Regions from separate parts of the Mus musculus genome. Here regions 1, 2, 3 and 4 are each linked to region 5. A link is a contact called in public HiCAR-type and promoter capture Hi-C data. All regions are on one chromosome and are shown on one strand. The core of a region is the stretch at or near the end of the contact, and the rest is flanking DNA. Distances in the headings are between cores, read along the strand shown. Region 1 holds the start of Sim1 (single-minded family bHLH transcription factor 1). Region 2 overlaps Tbc1d32 (TBC1 domain family, member 32). Region 3 holds the start of Gja1 (gap junction protein, alpha 1). Region 4 holds the start of Msl3l2 (MSL3 like 2). Region 5 holds the start of Fam184a (family with sequence similarity 184, member A).

Region 1 (2,850 bases), core at 76-2,575, 2.9 Mb after region 5:
CAAAATATTTTTCTATTCTGTTTGTTATTTGGTTGAGGAAGGGTGAGCAAATGGGAGATCAAAGAGCTCCTTCCCTGGAGAGTATTCACGTTTCCTACTAAGTAGATATGAGTTCACACAAGACTATGCTCTGGGAAGTCCGCTCTTCCTCTCACAATGAGTATTAGTAACTGAAATTCCAACTTACAATCCTATCTGCTGCTGGTATTCTAACTTCTAGGCCCTATGAGAGTTTGTCTCGATTTGTCAGCCACCACTGAGGATACATTTCTGTCTGCTCTACTTTCCTCAAATCTTGACTATTTTGAGACAAATTTATGATTTTACAGATAACGCCAAGGCCAGAAATGCAACTCACAAAGCTCCGATTTAAGAATCTCTGGACATCTTAAAAAATGAGAACCAATTTACTATAAACAGCCAAGAGACTGGCGGAGTCCAGGCATACTGTTCGCACACACACGCCTGCCCTCGCGGAATTGTGGCCCTTTTGATAAATTATTATCTAGCTTACCTAGCACTATGTTTATACATCTAATCTATACCTAGCAAAAATAAGCAATTGGGCAGTACTCCTGATTTCTATTGGATACATGTCTGACTAGAGGAACAAAAAGGAAAGTCATGTTTGGATTAGCCGTGCTTTCAACTGAGCCAAATGTTGATAAAAGCACTATTGGGTTATTTCCCAACCAAATATATCGAATGTGTTGGAGAGAGAAATACGGGGAAGAAGAGAAAGACTAAGAAAGGCAGGGAAAGCCCTTTGGCGCTGACTGATCAAATAGCTTGGTTAAATTTCCCTTTTCAGAGAATGTAACCCACGCCGGTAAACACAAGTACATTTCTGTGCTGCTGGGGTAGGTTTACTCCTTCGAAATTCAATCTAGGCACAGACGCTTACCTTCTGGAAAGACCACTCTCATTTTGAGATAGCTGGTCGTGAGTCTGATGATGGATGCTTTGTCCAGTTGGGAGGTGATGGCTGAGGGTAAAGGCAGTAATTTAGCCAGTTCATAAAATTCACTGTTTTCTTTCTCCCTCCTCGTTCGGGCAGCATTTTTAGACTTTTCTTTCATCGTGTCTCGGGCTCCCTTTCTTCTTACAACGTAAACTCCACAGACTCATCCAAAACCAAAAGTTAACTTTCAATTAGAGATCACACTCGGTAAAAACATAACTTTAAACAGGAGGCTGAAGTTTGCTCCGGGAAGACACGAATGATGGACAGGGCAATGCGGCAAACAAAATACTTTCTTGAAAACGTGAGGTGTAAGTATAAAAGAAAGCTGCTGGTTCACGGCAAATCCGGGCAATCCTTTGGGACTCTAAGTATAAAATGCTGGAAGGACTCCCGAGGAGCCAACCTTTTCATCTGATCCGCGGTAAGAACCCGGGTCCTTGGGAAATCGACATAATAATACCCGACGTTTGTTTTCCAACTCCTCTGGTTCTGAGCTGGTTTGTAGGAAACAGGAATCGCGGGTAACTTCTTTCAGATCACTACGAAGACAAGAACACCAAGGAATAAGACATCTGTGGCTAAACTCAAACCCACTATAATTCAGCCAACCGGGCCCCAAAGGGCCTCTGCGCTCATACTCTGCTCGTCACAGCCCTGGGTATTTAAAACTTGGGCAGGTCGGTCCCGGGACAGGCTGGGCTTCCGCTCGCCGCGGCCGGGATGTAGCACCGACGGCTAAATGCGCGTCTGCGGAGAGCTCGGCCGGCCGTGCGCGCCAAGCCAGGCTATCCAGCCGTGCAGAATTCCTCCACTGCCCCGGACTCCGGCTGCCTCTCCCCGGCGGGGTTCACGTCTGAGGGGTTCCTGGAGAAGTGCTGCTTATGCATCAAACCCCCGGGGACTCCCGCAGTTGCACACAGGGCACCGCAGCGCAGAGTTAACAGGTGGCACGCGCGACAGCCCCTCGTAGGCATCACCTGGAGCTCTTGGCTCCTCACCTACCTTACGTCCTCGAGAGCCGCGGAGGCTGCTAAGGCTCCCGCCCCCTAACTGCTTTCAAGCCTGCGCGCTTGCGGAGCCTCAGCGGCAGCCTCCCGGCTGTCACCCGCAGCCCGCAGAGTGTGCCTGGGCCACCTTCCCATGGGCATGAATGGGGGAGGGGTAGGTAGCAGCGGGAGGAGAACACAGGCTGGGGACAGGAGAGGTGTTTTCCGAGTCCGAGTCCTCCGTAGTGTTGGGAGCCGGTACTGTTCCTAATTGGGAGCCCAAAGCGCCCCCCTGTAACTTCTTTATAGCTTACCGGGTTTAGCTTCAACTTCGCTCCCAGGTTCCCTTTCTCCCGCCCTTCTCAAACGCCACTCACAAATTTTCTCTCTTCCTATTGGTCATAGGCAACCAAGACGCGGCGCTCATTGGCCAATCGGGGTGAGTGACGAGCATGCTCCCTGCTCCTCCTCCCCCCCCCCCCCCACGCGACTGGGCTCGCGGCTCGGGTCCTACAGTGAGCCTGGCAGCTCCGCTCCTAATGAGCCCCGGGCGCGGGGTCGCCGCTGCCCCGCTGCCGCCGCCGCTCCAAACCCCGAGGTCTTCGGCGTGCCGAGTGACACTCGCGCTCCCTAGACTCGGGTGTCTGCGCACAGCGTGCGGCCTTGCGGGGGCTGGCTAGCCGAGGCTCCAGGAACGCGTGCGAATAGCATCCCAGACAGTGGCCAGGATTTCCCCACGGCTGCGCGCCTCACGCCTGCAGGACTGGGTGAGGGAGAACGACGCTGGACTTATTTTTTATCCTGACACCACTGTGACAAAATTCATCGCTAGATGAAATAAATGCCCGCCTTTATTCCAAAAAGGGCAACGTTTTCGAAATGATTCGGGTTTGTGACTGA
Region 2 (2,801 bases), core at 59-2,558, 2.4 Mb before region 5:
ATCTATACATAGTTTAATGTTATCAATAATGCACTCTTGCTATCTTGATAGTGCCTGGAATCAGTAGTGAGAAATGTAACCTCTCATTCTGGTGCTAGTGTTTTTTACTTATTATTAATCTTCCTCCTCTTCCTCTTCTTCTTTTTCTTCTTCTTCTCTTTCTTCTCTTCTTCTTCTTATTTTTACTAACTTAAAACTGAACAATTTTGTGGCTTTTTCCAGAAAATCATATTTTGATATTATTGATTTAGTTTACATATATGCTTGTACATGTGTGTGTGTGTGCATTGTGTGTGTGTGTATGCATGCACACACATGGTTGTACTCACAGACATGCATGTTCCATGGTACATTTGTGGGTTTCAAATGAGAACGTTATAAAGTTCGTTTTGTTCTTATATATTGATAGAATTATGAGGATCAAACTAAGGGCATAGCACTCACATGGCAAGTGCTTTTGCCTACCGAACAATCTTCCTGGGCTGATCATGTTTGTGTGTGCACGTATGCATACATGTGAGTTTTTTGTGTGCATATGTAAGTATGCATGCATATGTGTGTGTACATGTGAGTGTATATATATATGAGTGTATATGACAACATATATGTGTTTGTTAGTGTTTATGCATATGTGAGTATGTATTAGCATGTGTGCATATGTGTGTGTATGTGGATATGTGAGTGTGTGCATATATGAGTGTATGTGTGTGCATATGCGAGTGTATGTATATATGAGTGTATATGACAACATATATGTGTTTGTTAGTGTTTATATATATGTGAGTATGTATTAGCATGTGTGCATATGTGTGTGTATGTGGATATGTGAGTGTGTGCATATATGAGTGTATGTGTGTGCATATGTGAGTGTGTGTGTGTGCCTATATGAGTGAGTGGGTGAGTGGGTGTGTTAAAAGCAGAACATCTTATTGCTCTTAGAGCAGAGTAAATTTTTTCACCTCTGTGGATAATGACATTTCACCTCATACTTTCTCATTTCCCCTCATTTGTTTTTAATCTGTTGTTTTGGTTTATTACCCCTTAGGTGTCTAAAACAATTGTTGGTAAGGATTACAAAGGCAGTTGTCGCTTGTGGTCATTACTTTTTTTGTTGTTGTTGTTGAAAATGCATGGAATTTTACTGGAAAAAACCTTCCAGAAGCCTCCTGCAGTCCTGTGCCTGAACACCCACACTTACAGAAGCCTCCTGCAGTCCTGTGCCTGAACACCCACACTTACAGAAGCCTCCTGCAGTCCTGTGCCTGAACACCCACACATCTCAGTGGAGTTAGTGTTGACGCGGTGCTGGATCTCAGGCCTCAGTGTGTGCATTTTGATTTGCTCTTCCCTCTTGTTTCCTGATTTCTGTGCCTTCCAAGAAGTCCCAGGGCTGGCAGCTTGCAATTTTAAATGGAACCTGGAGGCTATAGTTTTCCATAAACTTCCTTCTAGGCACGCATGCTTTCAGTGTTGTTTGGTTGTTCCCACTCACAGAGATACTTAGTTCATCAGACTTCTAGGTCTGATGAATCTAGCTGTTGCACTGTGGCTGGCCACTGGCACTTTCTAGGTTTACTCAGCTCTTCTGCATTCCAAGTCCAAAATTTCCCATTATCTTTCCCATTTGCTTTCTCCTGGAGGGTTTTTATGCATTTAAAAACTAGTTTTACTTATGAATTTTTTGAATTTATGGAGGAAAGAGAGACATTATGCCTTTAGTTTGTTGGAACTGGAGCTGTTAAGTATTTAACAATCTTTTTCTTTTTTTAAGGAACATTTTTCTCCTATCATGAATTCTAAGATCTTTTCATCTATTACTTAACCCTCTACAAAATCATTTCCTTTTTAAAATATTGCCTCACTAATAATATAATCCAGCCTTGAACTATGATCCCCCGTCAACCTGTCAACCTTAACTGTATGTAAGATCATTAAGTAGCATCGACTTTGAGTCTGGGTAATTTGGGTATGTGACAAATTTATTTATTTGCAAGGTTTTTGTTTTTGTTTTCAGTAGCAAAGCTTATAAAATTAAAAAAAGTTACTGATTAGAAAAACTAAAAAGAAAAGTGCTAGTATGCCTCGCCTTATATCCTTATATAGGTTCTCTGTTTTTGTATGGATATTATTAATTTGGATAAATCAGGGGTTTGCCAGGTACTGCCTCTAGGGTGTGTATGTATTTTTGCTTTTAAAGAAAGGTTCTGTCACATTGAAGTGGGACAAACAAGATATAAACTACCAAAAGTGACCTCTGATTATCATTGTGTGGTACCCTGATTGTTTCCTTAGTAGAAAGGTTGGAATGTTTGCAAATGCAATTAGAAAGAGTCCGGCTCATTAAATTTTGTTTTTCACATTGGAGCCATGAGCAGCTTGCTAGCTGTAAAAAGGAATTAGGGGGCTAGGGAATACCTTAGCAGGGAAATGTACTTCGTACTAAACTTGATGACCTGGATTTAATTGCTGGGACTCACATGGTAGAACTAGAGATGTGACTGCTGCAATTGTCCTCTGATCTCCAGGTTGTCCCGGGACTTTGTTAAGCACACACCCCCCACACAGAATTGGCAGTGTTTTTCTGGACAGCTTATGCTGTTAGTGTTGGCATTAAGTGCAAAGGGAGAAAGCACAAATGAATGTTTACAGACTGCCCTCTGTGGGCAGGACAGTAAGAGCCATCCATTTGCTTATATTGCTTAGACAGATTGAAAGGCAAGGAAAACCGTTAGTTCCAGGCAACAGAAGAAACCATACATGGAGAAATGTTCTCCATGAGATACACATTGATCATACTTAGA
Region 3 (2,700 bases), core at 153-2,652, 2.6 Mb before region 5:
CTAAGACTGGGCAGGAGGGGCCCGTGCCATCCTCTGCCCTAAAGCTTTCACTTCACAACGACTCGGCCTGGTCTGGTACAGAAAAAAAAGCCCTTCAATACAGACCCACCCTGATACTTCGGTGTGGATTTAGGCCGGTCAAAGTGCTTTACAGAATGTGTTACCAATTAAAAATAAAAGCTTTAAGACGGACCCCCTTCAAGCTGCACGTTAGCATCATTTTTGCTTAGTGCTTTGCACCCTCTGATGGCTCCAATTCAAAACTGTCCTAACAGCTCTGAAGTCACTACAAGTCCGGGCACGCAGGAGGAGTTGGGGGTGGAGAGGGGGCAGCTCTTTCTAAAAGCGCAGCTCTAAAAATCCCTTTTCCCCATTCCTTCTAGGAGCTCGCGTTCTAGCAGTTGATTTTGGAAAAGCAACCTGGCACACACTGTTTCTAAACGCCCGTTCTTCCTCTAACTCTCCGTAAGTCACCACCACCCATTCAAGATTTCTCGCGCCCGGAGTTGCCAGCGTGGAGTATTAAAAAAAAATGCTGGCTGTGCAGGCTAAGAGGTTCATCCCGTAGCATCGCACAGGCTTGCACAAAGTACCCACTGTTGGTCTAAAAACTCTAACCGCAGCACCCTGGTCTACGTATTTAGTGGCTTAGTCCTGAAAAGTCTAAGAGAGAACCACGTGGAAGTCAACTGCTGCCGCAGCGTCTCAACAAAGCACTCTGTTACAAAAGGAGTCTGCAGTTTCAAGGCAGTAGAACAGGCGACCGGATTTTCATAAGAAAAAAAAGAAGCGTGTAGTGTCCAGCACTATAGGAAGCAGGCTAAGCAAAGTTGACTGAGGTGCCCCCCCATCACCCCCACCCCCGCAACACCTTCTCCATTGGCGACTACAGAAAAGTGAAGTTAGGCTCCATAACAAAGAACTAAGTTTAGTAACTTGGTCCTTCCTTCACTCTAGTTGGAAAAAGTTTGAGCCTTTTACCTGTTGCACTCTCAGCGGAACTTTTTAAACAAACCCAAATCAAACTCAGCACGTGGAAATGACAAAGGCACTTTGAAGATCGTCGTTCTACTTACAGTATCCTAAGTCAAAGACGCAACGCATTTACAAAGCATAGAAGAGTTTCCCTTACAGAAAGAGACGCTACTAGGTAAAGTGGGTTTTTCTTTTTTTCAAAACTTACTCTTTCACTTAATGAAAGTGAAGCCGGCACGCCAAAGTGGTGGAACTCCTTGGAGGCTGAAGTCAAAGGAAAAGGAGAGTTCGGGCTCTCAGACCTGTCTGTTTAAAGTTTCAAAGTCTGCTGCTGTTGGGTACTTCCCTCACGCCTTTCCCCCAATGAAAGAAAAGTGCTGATACCTCGTAAAAGCGTTTTTTAACTTGGAGCACAGAGCTTTTAAAAGTTTCAAGCCACTGACTCAACTGGAAGGAGGGGCTAGGAGAAAGGGGAGGGAGGAAGAAAAGGCGGGGAGGAGGTGGAGTGGAGGCTGGCGAGCGTGGAGCTGAGCAGGCAGAAGAAGCAACCTGGTCAAGATAAAGTTGTAGTTTCAATGTGCTGACGAGAAGGGGAAAAAAAGTAAGAAATAGCTCTAGATGTACGTCAGCTACTGCGGGGCTGTGACTCCTCACAGATTAAAAAAAAAAACTGTTGGATGGGTCATTCCTTCAGGAGATGACCACGGGCAGTGAGAAGATGTCCCTTTTAGGTCACATTTCCTAAATAATAATGATAATAATAATAATATTACAATAAATAAAAATGGGGGGGGAGACAAGGTGAACTCGTGCAGACTTGTTCTGGGTTGCCCAAGGTGTGTGAAGCTTGAGGTGGGTGTGAGTGATCTTTCTTATGACCTAATTCTCTTCCTCTTAAACCCGGACAATTAACAAAGGAAAGAGGCGGTGGGCATGGGAAAGGCATTTCACAACCAGACCCGTGGAGTGGGATGTCTACTCTTCAGTTTCTCTGCTGCTTTAGGTAGTTTTCCTTATTCTTTTAATTAACAACAAGAAGATACATGTTCTATACTATGAATAAAAATAATATATCATGTATGTAACTCTTGTCTGAAACGTTGATAGGACCTCAACCCAATCTCCAAGGAAGTGAAGATCCATATCTTAGTCTTTTTTATGCCTACAATTTAACATTTAAATCGGCAGGGAGATGCCAGAATTGTCCCCCTCCTCCTCTTCCTTCTAACCGCTGCAGACCAGAGTTGCCAGACACAGCCTGTCTCAAAACTTCTTTCTCTCTTCCAATCCTGTCCCTCGGAAGCACTTTCAGGGAAGAGATGTGGGCCTGGTGACTGCCTGCCCACAGCTTCATGCCTCTCTCATCATACCTGATGGGGTTTATGAAAGCCTGAGTCATATGACCTCATTCCTAGGGTGGGCAGCTCCTTTGAGGGTTCCCAGATGCCCCCCACGAGGGCTTGTGATAGGGCGATAAACAGGCTTCAGCGGCGCTCCTGGAGTTAGGCCTTTGTATAGGCATCACCTGATGGAGCTGAACGTCTCACACTAATGTAAATAGCAGAACAAAGGATGGCGAAGACTTCCTGGGAAACATTTTCCTGCCGAAGCACCCTCTCACTAGGATGACTAAGGGAGTGCCATTTAAAACCTCACAGTTTAAGACCCCAGCATGTTCTCTTACTTTTGAGGTTCCTTTGTCTTTAACTTAAAGAAGGGAAGTAA
Region 4 (2,700 bases), core at 81-2,580, 2.4 Mb before region 5:
GTTTGGCAAGCTCACTTTTGAGAAATACTGAGGTAAGGATTCTCAAAACTATAGAGTGATTTCTTTTCCCTCCCATATTTATTTTTTCTAGAATTCCTAAAATCACTTCTTTGCTTAGTTTTTTCAAATGGGGTCTGGAAATAATTTGTATCAAGAGTATTGTCACAAAGATATAGTATCTTTAATAGTAATGTCTAATATTTACAGTAATTCTTGTCAGGCATCACCAAGTACTTTAGCTTTAGTCTTGTAAGCCTGAGAGAACTAAAATCCTCCAATGAAACACTGTCTCACCTACAGTTTAAGTAAGTAGTTTATCAAAAAGTCTTTAACTGTTGTCCCATAGCTGGTGAATTCCAGTTTTTCCCAAGTTCACTTGTAATCTCTTCCTATATGTAAACATGTAGTCTAAATCACAAAATCAGTAAGTACCTTAGATGAGAAAGGAAGTACAGATGGCAAAAAAATCTAATGATTATTATAGAGTTTATACTTTACAGAGACAAGCATGCCTGGTACAATTATCTATCATTATTATTACTACTACTACTATTATTGGTTAAGATTTGTTTGTTTATTTATTTCATTCACACCAGAAGAGAGAATCAAATTATATTACAGATGGTTGTGAGCCACCATGTGGTTGCTGGGAACTGAACTCCGGACCTCTGGAAGAGCAGCCAGTGCTCTTAACCACTGAGCCATCTCTCCAGCCCAGCTGGAAAATTCTCCCGTCTACTGTGAAGTTTGAACTGGTATCTTTAACTTCCCTACATTATATCTACTTTTGTTTCCTATTCAGTCTCAGCTGCTTATAGGCTTCTGTGTCTAAGGCTGTATTTTGTGGGGTTTGAGCCCCCCACTATGCTGCATTAATCTTGTGTTGGTTTTGGGTGCTAGATGGGTGTTCTCAGGACTTGCTAAGGGGGTTCTCTAGACCCTAGCTTACTCTTGGTGGCATAGTTCCCTATAGCCAACAATTCCCTTATTGTTCAGTGCTATGAGATGTGGAAATGTGGCAAAATACCTCTAACATATGCCTCTAGAATACCTCTCCAGACACTTTGTCCCATGAGACGTATTTAGAGAACCACAGTCTATGTCTGCTTAGCCCAGAGAGGGCATTGACAACTAATTATGGGATGGAAATCCAGAATCCAGTGCTGGTCAGTGGGGTCAGGGAAGCTCAAAAGCAGCTGCATCTCTGAAAAGCTTACCTCATCAAGGTGGGGATTCAGGAAAACTGCAACCGAACTGCTCGCTGTGGGAATCCTAGCCAACCGTGCAATCCTTTCTCACCCCGCAGTTTTCGACTGCTTTTGAAGCCCAGGAGGAGAGGGGGTGGGGACCTTGAGAATCTTGCTAGTTTCAGTTTTCACCGGATTTGTCTGGTTTACTTCCCGACTCTCTAGCGCCCCCTCCCTCCAGGAGAAGATGTTTCAACTTGGAGGAAATGGCTACAGCCCAACGGGTGGCACTGCCTCCAGAGACTAGGGCCCTCCCACATCAAACATCAATCAAGAGAATGCTTGACAGGCTTGTCCTTTGGCTAATCCGCTGAAGACATTTTCACAATTAGGGGTTTCCTCCTCCAAAATGGCTATAGTTGATACTGAGTTGACGCTAGCCAACACAGCAGCAGGAAGGACAGTGGTCTTCGTAGGCCCTGCTTCCAGCCTTTAAGACCCGAGCCCCCCCACCCCCACCCACCCACCCACACACTTTTTCCCACAGCTCCAGGCTTCTAGGCGATCTGCAGTTCCTGACAGGCAGACTTACTGCGATGCTCTCTCAGATGATGCGTCTACATCCCAAGACGTATTTGAGCTATAAACACTTCCCAGAACTATAACACGAGTATCCTGCATCTACTGAGTGCAAACCTGTTTCATTTAAATCCTTCGTGGTGATCTATTTTTACGTTGCTTCATCCCGTTTAAAGGCTGGTAATACCGAGTTTACAGAGTACTTCATATGTATCCTCTCTGCTGTCTGCTCCCTCGCTTCTTGAAGACAGCGGGGGCAAGAGAGAACCTGTCAGAAATAGAAGTGAATCTTCAATTATTCGGGCACGTTACACTCAGCTATCAAAGAAAGTGGCACTTTTGTAAAATAAGGTTAAACTGACCCAAAGAACACAGTAAATTTTATGAACATATGAATTATATGTGCAGCGTAATCTCTAGTTTATGTGAAATTTTCTCTAGCTACAGAAGAAAAAAATGACTAAGTCTGGCTTATAGATGGTATTATGTGCTACACCTGCAGTTACTGATCTTTTGACCATGGATATCTAAAAGAGGGGATTTTAAAGTACACTGTCTACTTATTTGCTTTGTCTGGAAAGATAAGCATTTAGGTATTGATTTTTATAGCTTTATGGGCCTTGACTGATGAGTAGAAATAACGGCCAGGGGCTCAGGAAACAATCATCAGGAGATTTATTTTAGAAGATGGTTGAACAGAGCACTTCTCACTCTACTAGGAATCAGTGTATAATCAATGAGCACACAGGGGGATCTGATTAAATGAAATGGGTCACAGAACAGAACAAAAACCGTCATGAATCCAGAAAGGAACTGGTAGGGATACAGAAGGGTTGATAGAGAAGAGAGGGAGATAAGAAGGAATATTGGAGAGCTAGCTAGTAATTGCTTTATATCATATGCCCATACGATATTGTCATATAACAAAGTAAAT
Region 5 (2,776 bases), core at 44-2,543:
GCAGATATCTTGTTTCCCTGTTGGGTTCTTCCCTCTATATCCCAGTCCTATTCTAATATCTAGCCAATTACATTTTCATATTTAATTATTCCAGGCTTCATCCCACCGAGAATTGGGTGCAGCTGATTGTAGAGGTATGGTCCTCCAAACATAGGCCCTTGGCATCGCTTCATTCTAGCCTGGCACACATTAGGTCAGTATGACCCTGAAATGCTTGAGTTTGGATGAGTTTGGGAAGACCAATCACGTGTAGGATTACGGATCGGATCTCCCTCTATTTCACCACCACTTCTCTAGTGTAGAGATGCTTGGCCTTAAGATCCTATGTCGGCTGTGGCTGGGCCTGCACACAAAAAGTACATGCAGAGAGGCTCTGTCGAGCTTCCCGCTGCTTGTTGCTAAACGAAGGTCACCATCAATTTTTTATCTTCTTTGGACGATTCTTTTAAAAACTAGATTGCACACTCAGGCACAGGGTAATAGCCAAAGGGTGCAGACTGTGGGAAATGGGTGTGTTAAGGAGCTGGCAGCTGTGGGTCTGCGCGGTGAAAAGTGAGACAGTGCTGCTGGATGCAGTGGGAACTCTCAGGCTGCAAGGTTGTAAGGCCTTGTGCGACTGTGAGAGGCCTCCGTGAGGCAGGGCGCCTAGTGTGGGGCTCAATCGCTGTGTAGCTATGGGAGTGTGGAGGACAAGTGCTGGCGGCTGGAGGGCCGAGGGGTTCAGGGCTGCAGATTGCGGGGTCGCAGATTTGCCGGTTGCAGGGACGCGGAGCTATGGGCTGGAGGGTTGAGGATGAGAGTTTGGCTGCGGGTTGAGGAGCTGCAGGTTGGAGGTTGCGGGTTGGAAGGATGCGGGGCGGAGCTTGGCTGCGGGCTGAGAAGCTGCAAACTGGAGGACTGCGGGGCGGGGAGCTGCGGGGCGGAGCTTGGCTGCGGGGAAATGACGTGGCCACCCTCGCGCGCTCGCTGAGCCCCCGAGCCGCGCGTCCTGGTAACGGCGCTCGGCGGCTCCCGCGTCCCCGGACCCGCCTCCCGCCGCTGCAGCCCGCCCCGTCTCCGCCTCCCTCCGCAGCCCCGGCGGCCGCGGAGTCTCGGGGCCCGGTGGCCGCTTCTTGCGGGACGCTAGCCGCGACGTCGCCAAGCCGAGGCAGGGGGACGCGGCTGTTGCGGGCGGGCAGGGGGCTGCTGGCTGCGGGACTGGAGGGCACGGGCCGGCGGGTCGGCAAGCGGTCGCCCGGGCTGTCGCCTGTCCCGTGTCGTCGCCGCGCCGGCCTCGCCCCGCGCGCAGGGACAGGTGCCCCGGCTGGGGTCTGCCGGGAAGATGGCGACCCCGGGCATGAGCTGGCAACATCACTATTACGGTAGCTCCACGTCCGGGCCGGCCAAATTCGCGACCTCCCCAGCTGCCGCTCAGCTGGCAGGGCACAACATGGACTACAGCCAGGACATGCACCTGAAAATGAGCAAGAAGATCGCCCAGCTCACCAAGGTATGGGGTGCTGGGGCTCGGGGTTCAGGAGGGGGCTCCTAAGAGAAGCAACAGCCAGAGTTGCCTCCTGGTCCCTCCAAACTTGGGTGGAACGCTAGCCACCTAACTTGAGCTACACCGCACACCGCACACTGCACCGCGGGATTTCCAGGGCTTGCACTCCATAACCAACCGACTAGGGGTAAACCTGCACAGAGCACATGAGGGCTTACTTTCTGGGTTCCACAGGAGTAATGGACTTTTCCTGTTGCTCAGGTGCCTCTGCCAAGGGCTGCACGAAGCACCGCGCTACAGTACTCGGTGAAGTACTGTACCGGTTTACCTAATATGACCCGGGATCCTCGGAGTTAATCGGTGTCAGGCTACTGGTTACACAGTTAATGAGAGGATAAACTTCCCGAGGTTATTCCGAGGACTGTAGGAGGGTAAAACATACCTTGCGTGCCATTTTAAGGGATTTAATGAGTCATTCCTTACTTACCCTCACAAGATGTCAAATAAGGTTTATTAGATGAATCACACCGCGTTTGCATTTAGTAAATGCCCCATCTTATCAGAAGACCTGCACATCACCTGCACAGTTTTCCAAGCATAGTTCAGGGTGGTGTATGCCCGTTAATGAGTCCTTTTTCGAATTTAGTAAAATACTGAATACTGATCATAAGGGTTGGTTCTGTGTAGCTCTTACCCAGCAGGCTCACCCTGTGTGGGACTGATCTAGGGTTTCTGGAAGTCACACATGGGGACCAGGTTCCCTAGGACTGTTGCAGTGTTGAAGAGGAAGGTGGGCTTGAGGGTCACTGCTCGATAATCTCTTGAGATCTGGCTCAACTCCATCATACAGTTTCCCTGGAGTTTAAAGAGAGGAGGGGGGCACACTTGTGAAAAGGGAGTGAAGAGACGGGGGAGGAGGATGTGATCGATCGAGGATTCAAAGATAACGGGAATGAGTGAAGGGATGCATAGAGACACATGATGAAAACAACAAAAACCACGTGATCAAGACTCACCCCATGCTGAGCAACACGACAATTTGTGGAGTTAGTTTTCTTCCTTTTTGGATTGTCTGTCTTTGTTCTAAGCACCATCCTAAGAGATGCTGCACGTTCAGTTGGTACCGTTTGCTTTTGTGAAGGGTCCTGAAACCCAGAATGGAAGGGATGTAAACTGTGGTAGCCACATGTTATCAGAGCATTTACATGGATGAGGCTGAAAGTCCAGACTCCCAGGTGGTGTTTCATCTTCAGAATGCAGGTAGCCACAGCGAGGCTCATGGGTTGTTATTTC

What was found. Promoter capture Hi-C pulls out the DNA fragments that hold promoters and counts their contacts. HiCAR-type assays count read pairs that join an accessible place to other places.
Region 1: a HiCAR-type map of astrocytes shows a contact between it and region 5, with 3 times the contacts expected there. The contact joins the promoter of Sim1 here to the promoter of Fam184a in region 5. A contact is called at or near these places in 1 of 39 promoter capture datasets (liver) and 1 of 115 datasets of contacts at active chromatin or transcription factors (astrocytes).
Region 2: a contact with region 5 is called in a promoter capture Hi-C map of hippocampal neurons, with 7 times the contacts expected there. The contact joins the enhancer-like site here to the promoter of Fam184a in region 5. A contact is called at or near these places in 7 of 39 promoter capture datasets (the 3T3-L1 cell line, embryonic stem cells, hippocampal neurons and 3 more) and 1 of 115 datasets of contacts at active chromatin or transcription factors (astrocytes).
Region 3: a contact with region 5 is called in a HiCAR-type map of astrocytes, with 5 times the contacts expected there. The contact joins the promoter of Gja1 here to the promoter of Fam184a in region 5. A contact is called at or near these places in 2 of 39 promoter capture datasets (embryonic stem cells and pre-B cells), 1 of 115 datasets of contacts at active chromatin or transcription factors (astrocytes) and 1 of 9 other capture datasets (embryonic stem cells).
Region 4: a contact with region 5 is called in a promoter capture Hi-C map of embryonic stem cells, with 12 times the contacts expected there. The contact joins the promoter of Msl3l2 here to the promoter of Fam184a in region 5. A contact is called at or near these places in 6 of 39 promoter capture datasets (the 3T3-L1 cell line, cranial neural crest, embryonic stem cells and 3 more) and 1 of 484 Hi-C or Micro-C datasets (LSK cells).

The regions. Positions count from the first base shown.
Region 1 is chr10:50,894,126-50,896,975 of GRCm38.p6, reverse strand. Sim1 (single-minded family bHLH transcription factor 1) reads right to left here and starts at 1,325. Exons shown (of 11, transcript NM_011376.3): 1 at 905-1,325. The coding sequence starts at 1,079. A230054N11Rik (a long non-coding RNA gene) reads left to right here and starts at 2,442. Exons shown (of 2, transcript XR_871640.2): 1 at 2,442-2,850.
Region 2 is chr10:56,164,433-56,167,233 of GRCm38.p6, reverse strand. The region is part of intron 15 of Tbc1d32 (TBC1 domain family, member 32); the gene reads left to right. Among named protein-coding and RNA genes, the nearest start is that of Msl3l2, 59 kb to the right of the region's middle. Within about 2 kb of position 1,308, at least 7 of the 459 cell types and tissues checked have an H3K27ac peak or open chromatin away from gene starts, as enhancers often do. A contact at or near this core is called in hippocampal neurons, where this site is marked.
Region 3 is chr10:56,376,002-56,378,701 of GRCm38.p6, reverse strand. It overlaps Gja1 (gap junction protein, alpha 1), which reads right to left and starts at 1,402. Exons shown (of 2, transcript NM_010288.3): 1 at 1,184-1,402.
Region 4 is chr10:56,105,547-56,108,246 of GRCm38.p6, reverse strand. Msl3l2 (MSL3 like 2) reads right to left here and starts at 1,330. Exons shown (of 2, transcript NM_001163833.1): 1 at 1,218-1,330. All of the region lies in intron 22 of Tbc1d32 (TBC1 domain family, member 32), which reads left to right.
Region 5 is chr10:53,749,426-53,752,201 of GRCm38.p6, reverse strand. Fam184a (family with sequence similarity 184, member A) reads left to right here and starts at 1,293. Exons shown (of 18, transcript NM_001081428.1): 1 at 1,293-1,489. The coding sequence starts at 1,322.